Linked DNA regions of Gossypium hirsutum: region 2 is linked to region 1. Evidence: chromatin contacts called from public Hi-C data. All regions are on one chromosome and are shown on one strand. The core of a region is the stretch at or near the end of the contact, and the rest is flanking DNA. Distances in the headings are between cores, read along the strand shown. Region 1 holds the start of LOC107922611 (DNA-directed RNA polymerases II, IV and V subunit 3). Region 2 holds the start of LOC107938021 (subtilisin-like protease SBT3).

The links. A called contact is a pair of places that touch in the nucleus more often than the background predicts.
Region 2: a contact with region 1 is called in a Hi-C map of leaf, with 4 times the contacts expected there. The contact joins the promoter of LOC107938021 here to the promoter of LOC107922611 in region 1. A contact is called at or near these places in 6 of 34 Hi-C or Micro-C datasets (hypocotyl, leaf and seedling).

What each region holds. Positions count from the first base shown.
Region 1 is chrA12:3,066,032-3,069,260 of Gossypium_hirsutum_v2.1, reverse strand. It overlaps LOC107922611 (DNA-directed RNA polymerases II, IV and V subunit 3), which reads right to left and starts at 1,940. Exons shown (of 3, transcript XM_041082492.1): 1 at 1,118-1,940; 2 at 780-1,017. The coding sequence starts at 1,563.
Region 2 is chrA12:3,201,352-3,204,524 of Gossypium_hirsutum_v2.1, reverse strand. It overlaps LOC107938021 (subtilisin-like protease SBT3), which reads right to left and starts at 1,445. Exons shown (of 1, transcript XM_016871051.2): 1 at 1-1,445. The coding sequence starts at 1,176. It overlaps LOC107938027 (probable receptor-like protein kinase At1g49730), which reads right to left. Exons shown (of 9, transcript XM_016871062.2): 7 at 3,135-3,173; 8 at 2,610-2,694; 9 at 1,593-2,540. The coding sequence ends at 1,996.

The sequences.
Region 1 (3,229 bases), core at 691-3,190:
TGTTTTCAAGATAAAAATAGAATTCATAGTTAGCAGCGCCCACAGCAGCAGCAGTGAAATAGCATAACCTCCAATTTTTGGCTCACAATATAGGGACTGAAACAATGCACTCAACATACATGAAACATATGATGCTCAAGCAAGTCAGAACAGCTATCTACACAAAATATGAGGGGAAAAAAAGCACTAATCAAACGAACTAATTCCGAAATACTTCAACACTCACTGGCATAATAGTCAGTAACAACATTACAGTATCATTGGAGACTTCCTATAGAAAAAAGGTTTTCAACACAGTAATGGCAGCATAGCAAGCAGGCCCCATTTAAATGAAAGCAGAAAGAAATGTAGTTTGACACCTCGCATCTTTAGCTTTGAGATAAACACAGGGTGGTATTAACGGCCCTAATACAAGGAGAAACACTCCAATCCAGAAACCTAAACTGAAGCTCAAGTTCCATCAATATCCTCATGATTCAGAAAAGTAAAAGGCACATAAGAGGAACTTTTGTAAGAAACATATAAAGACAAAATGCTACTAAAACACATCCACATTTTAAGCTCAAGCAAACTAGAAACTCTAAAAGGAAAGACCTTGATGACGTGCAAAGCAATTCAATCCTCCTATTGGACAGATCACAGATGTAATTAATCAAAACCAGCAATTGCTTTAACAATCCAGAAGCTCTAGTGATAGCCAACACAACCCAAAGCTTAACCCCCAACAATTTCTTTGTTAGAATAGATGTAATGATGTAGAAAGTAAAGGCATAGCATACCTGTTGGGTATTTGGGTCAATGTCAAAGACTTTAGTTGGACTGCTCTCAACAAAGCTTAGCTTCTCTTCAAGCGTCAAGCTTTCCATCAAATCCTCATTAATATGAATCTCAGGTTCATACATAAAAGTCACTGTCGCAGCAGGTGACCATTTGGCGTGATCTTTCCCTATCCCTTTCCTCGCAATTGCCCTCAGCCTCAGCTCTTGCCCTCGCCGTAACTTCACAATAATAATCCCTCTGAAAAGAAACAATTTCAGTTGTACGAACGTCGAATCCTAAAGCCCTAATGCAATTTAAAAACAAATCAGGAGTAATTTACAAATTTAACCCTAAGTACCTAGGCTCAGTGGAATCGTAGCCAGCGTTATCGGTGAAATCGACGGGAACAACAGTATGGTCGGAACTATAGAGATCCTTGCTGGTAACGTCGAGGGTTTGATCGGAAATGCATTTGGCGCGAAGATGGAACTCAACGGAGCAGAACTCGCACTGACCGTCACCGTCGCAAGCGTCACAGTCACGGGAGAAGCGCATAGACATGGCGCGTTCGCTGGTGAGAGGGATGAGACCGAGGCGATGGGCAATGAACTCGTCGTTAAGGACGGAGGAGTTGACTTCGATTTCGACGAGGTCAATAGCGATGGTGGGGACCTCGGAGATCATAACACGACGGAGGGCATTGGCCATGGAGGCATCGGTATCGCGAAGCTCAAATTTAGCGTAGTCATCCTTCAGCTCTCGGATTTTAACCTTAGGGAATCGCTGGTACGATATTCCCTCCATTTTTATTTTTTTTTTAAATGGATTTGAGGTCTTCGGGTCTGCAATGGAAGGAAGCTAAAGGGGAGGGCTTGAGTCTGCGTTCCTTAAAACCCGACTGGGGGGTTTTGGTTGCTTGTCGTGTCCGCTTCTTATTGGTTATTCATTTCATACCGCAACGATGTCGTTTTCTTTTTCCTAATAAATGTACCGGCCTCACCAATGATAAAAGAGACATCGAGAACATTAACGGATTGCGTGAAAGTAGAAATTTTTAAATATAATTTGAGGAGCCAAAGCATCTGCCTATGCCCTTAGCGATTTGCTGACGCCTTTAATCGGAGTTGATGGGAGGAAAGGTGTAAATACATTTCTCAAGACTATTTCATGAATTACAAGTTGCTTTATCATAAAAAATATGTTATAATCTTGAGCTAAAATTGTTCATAAGTTACAACTAAACGAATAATTGCAAAAAAAAAATATAAACAGAGATGAATACTAGAGTTGATTATACAATTCAAAAGATCTTTCGATGTTCACAAGTTTTGCACAAATAGTAACTCACTATGAATAAACCGTATAAAATGCGATTTAGCTTCAACTCATTCACTTAATTACAACTTCATTCTTATACATCATCTAGATCACGTTTTCCATAATAATTTCTCCTTAAAAACTTAGTCACAAATTAAACATGGTAATTGTACTAAAACCAATTTCTTCACATTGAACAAGTAAGTGTTCTCTTATATTCATCAAGAAGTCATAACATAAGTCTTTGAACAGCCGTTGTAGTACTTTGTAAATGAGCTAGTTTGATTAAGAATGAATCTTTTAAATTTCTCCCAAATTAAATCACTCATTCTTTAGTATAAATATATCTTTAAATAATCTAATTATATCATTCTGGGACTCTTGAAAATTGTCGTTGCTTGATTAAATTTCTTCTAAAATTGTAATAACAATATCAATTACTCAAAATCCTCAAAAAGAGTTATGTAAATAATTAAAATACATATGTCAAAACATGCCAACAAATAAAGTAAGTTACACACGTAGTTATAACATTGTATATGGGATATGCGACTGATGCTACCATTTTCATTTAAAATTATTTTTGATCTTATTTCTGTAAACTTAAAAAGAACAATATCAATTGTGTTCTACCTTCCTCAATCAGGTGTACGAATTTAGAAGCACTATATTTTTCAATTACATCAATAAAGGCAAAATTACTTCTAGGACAGTAGTTCTCCATAGCACAGTATTTATTTATTTTTCATTATTATTTATACTTACCGTCTTTGTTTTGCAATAATAATTATCCAACAGAAAATAGAGTTTCCAATGCAACAAAATGTATCCATCAACCAAATAAAAATAATAGTAATAGCAACAAGGACTAGCAACACCAGCATTATCAAGTTGCTGCTCCTCTCTCAAACTCATCACATCCTAGAAAATTTCTTTGATTTGTTCTAAAATTTTGAAGTTATTATTGATGAAATGGTATTTTGTTCTTTTTGTTCAATGATATTTTGTTATTTACTTGAATGAATTGTGGTGGAACTTAATTTAGGTCTAAACTAGGGGACAAATTTCCTTAAATAATGGAAATTTGGTATTGACTGCCACTCTTTTGTATCAGTATAAATTTTACAGAAGAAATGAAAAATGTGTTCCCTTT
Region 2 (3,173 bases), core at 196-2,695, 140 kb before region 1:
GAGAGAGTTACAAAGTTCTTTGGATCGGTTTCCATGTCCAAAGTATATAGGAATGTCCGAAACAAACAAGTTTTCTGGATATACAGATTTTCCTGTTACGGTTAACTCTCCATCACCAAACGTGACATGAGCTGCAAATTCCCGATCGATGGTTCCAGCACCGACGGTAGTGATCCAGGGAGCCCCATTGAGAATGGTATATGCATGAGGGCCATTATTGCCAGCAGAGCATGAAACAAATATCCCTTTCTTCAAAGCTGCGAATGCTCCAATTGCAATAGGGTTTTCATCAAACGGAGTCTCAATGAACCCCAAAGACAGGGACAGGACATCCACACCATCCTCTATAGCTTGATCCAAGCCAGCCAGTACATCTGTTGCTGCAGCATCATAACTTTCATCAAAGAACAGAACTTTGTACATGGCAATCCTAGCCTTTGGTGCCATTCCTATAGCTTTTCCTTTGGCATATCCAAAATATTCAGCAGCAACCGCACTGCTGCCCGCTGCTATGGACGATGTGTGGCTACCATGACCTAGAAAGTCCCTCGGTGAATCATAGTCATTTGTTTTTGATATATTCTGTTTTTCCTGCTGCATGCCTTTGCTGAAGGATCGTGCCCCAATAAGCTTCCTGTTGCAGTAAGATGCATTGAATTCTGTACCAGTTTCACATGCACCACGCCATCTCGTTGGCACCGGCGGCAAACCTTCATCATTAAAGCTCTCGCTTTCGGGCCAGATGCCAGAGTCAAGGACTCCAATGATCATGTCCTCACCAAATCCACCCGCAGGCCATAGCCCAGAATGTTTCTTCAACCCAAGAAAGGTAGGAGCACGTGTGGTATGGAGGTGCCCAAATGTTTCAGGATATGTAGCAAGATGACTAGATAATTCGTGAAGTTGGTCAAGGTGGGCTTGGGATAACACAGCGCTAAACCCATCCATTACATGGTTGTAAGTGTAGAGATGCAATGGGGAAAAGCCGTCTGGTGATGACAGGGATGAAAGGGTTGACATGTACCAATTATGATGGCTCGAAAAGGCACCAGGCATTGCCGATATATCCATGTGGATGATGTAGGTCCTGGGCCTTCCTGACGTAGGCAAGGATGTGGCAATAGGGAAGAAAAGAAAGAGAGAAATGATGAGTCCTAATGGAGTGAGCTGTTCCATTGTTCAAGTCAGCAGTACCACACGGATATGGTATTTGAGAACTTAAGAGGATCTTACTTATATACATGGATCATCCATGTGATCGAGAAAATCAAGAGCACATCATAGTGATGGGGCTAACCAGTGGATCTTCTGATTTTCCTATGGCCGGACTACAAGAAGGAATTTTCCAACCTTGTTTGCCTGATAGCGACCTTAATATTTACACTAAGCCTTTTAGTCGCGACAAGCATGGGGTGGCCCAGGGAATCATTGGAACCCTTTATTTTTGCACTGCCAACTTGTAAGTGCATAGCCGCCAACGAATTCGACCATAGCAAACAAGGGACACTTGAGATTACCGAACCATATATATGGTATTTTGTTTTTATAACAAGAATACAATGACTTCTCCATGGAATTTCAAACCGCCTACGTAAAAGAATCCGCAATAATTAGAATGTAATTATGAGTACAAAATAATTGCACCGGGGCATCTCTTGGTTTTTGAATCAATAAAGGCCAATCTTGATGATTAGCTGCAATATCCGTATCTCTGTACCAATGATACACGAAAATTACATTTATGTCTCATTTATCCAAAAAATTTAGAGCAACCATAAACAGGAAAATTATAAGATGATCACTTCTTGAGTCCTTTTGTTTCCCTTTTGTAAACGTAACAAGCTTGATGGCTATCATTTCCTCTGCAACAGGAACATTCTGCATAACAAACATCACGCATACCTGCTAGTTCATGAGTAAAATCACATACTAGCAAGCTCTCGGGTCTTGATTACGGCTTAATCAGATTGAGGCAACTGTCTCATGTGATTGGCCTCAAAGGGAGAGTACGTTTTGAGGAGATTGTGGTGATCCAGTTTCGAGTAAAAAGCTTCTACTACAATATGACCTTGATGTACTTGAAGATGAAGCAAGATATCTTCCATCCCCACTGTGACAATAAGGTCCACTCCTAGGAATTTTGCCTCTGCTTGTCCTTCCTCTTCCATCACTACCTTCATAATCTTCATCTTCAACAGCTTGTATGAACCCACTATGCATCGGATCAGCACTCTCATACAAAAGTCTAAGGACCTGTTTGATTGAGGGTCTAGCCCGTCCTTCTCTCTGGGTGCACCATCTCACAATGGTCACAACTGTTTGTAGTTGGTCTAAGTCAAAGGAGTCCTTGATTTGGGGGTCCACTAGCTCAAGTAACCTTGACTCTGATGCCATTAGTATCTGGGATGATTCAACCAGGTTCTTGCCATCTTGTACGGCTTGTCTAGCAGTCACAATCTCCAAAAGTAGCACGCCATAGCTGTATACATCACTTTTATCCGTAAGCTCATGAGTGACCACATATTCGGGATCCATATAACCTGAAAGCCATCTAAAGTTTAGATCTTTAATTACAAGACATTAAAACTTCCAATGACTTATTGGCTAACCTGGAGTTCCACGTATGTCAGTATTTACTGGTTCGAAGCAAATAGAACCATCTTTTGAAGCATGTGCAAGCCCAAAATCTGCAACCTAGAGGATACAGTACAGCAGAAAAGAAAAACTGTTTTAATGCAATGTACTTTCATGCTTTTACCTGAAGATAAAAGTTATTCAAAGTTCTCACATAAAGGGTTCTTCTATGAATCTCTTCAGAAACTGTTACGTATTCTCAAACTATTCTCTTAGTTTTACAATGTCCTTTTATTATTTCACCAGCTTTCAGCTTCCTCTAGTTATTGAAAGTAGAATTCAATTTTGCTCTAGTAATTAAAACTTCAACTCCATTTTTCATTTGCAAACATATATACCAAGAAATAAATTGTGAAAAATGATGTGGAAATCAAAAGTTTGTAAGTGTCTATCAAAATTCTGGGGAGAACTTGTTATATTCCATTAGGAGTTTACTTATATACATGAGAGCAAAATACCAGTGGCAGAACAACTAAATGAGCATTCAACAAGTACCATACCTTTGCAACAAAATTCTCATCCAATAAAATGTTGCTCGA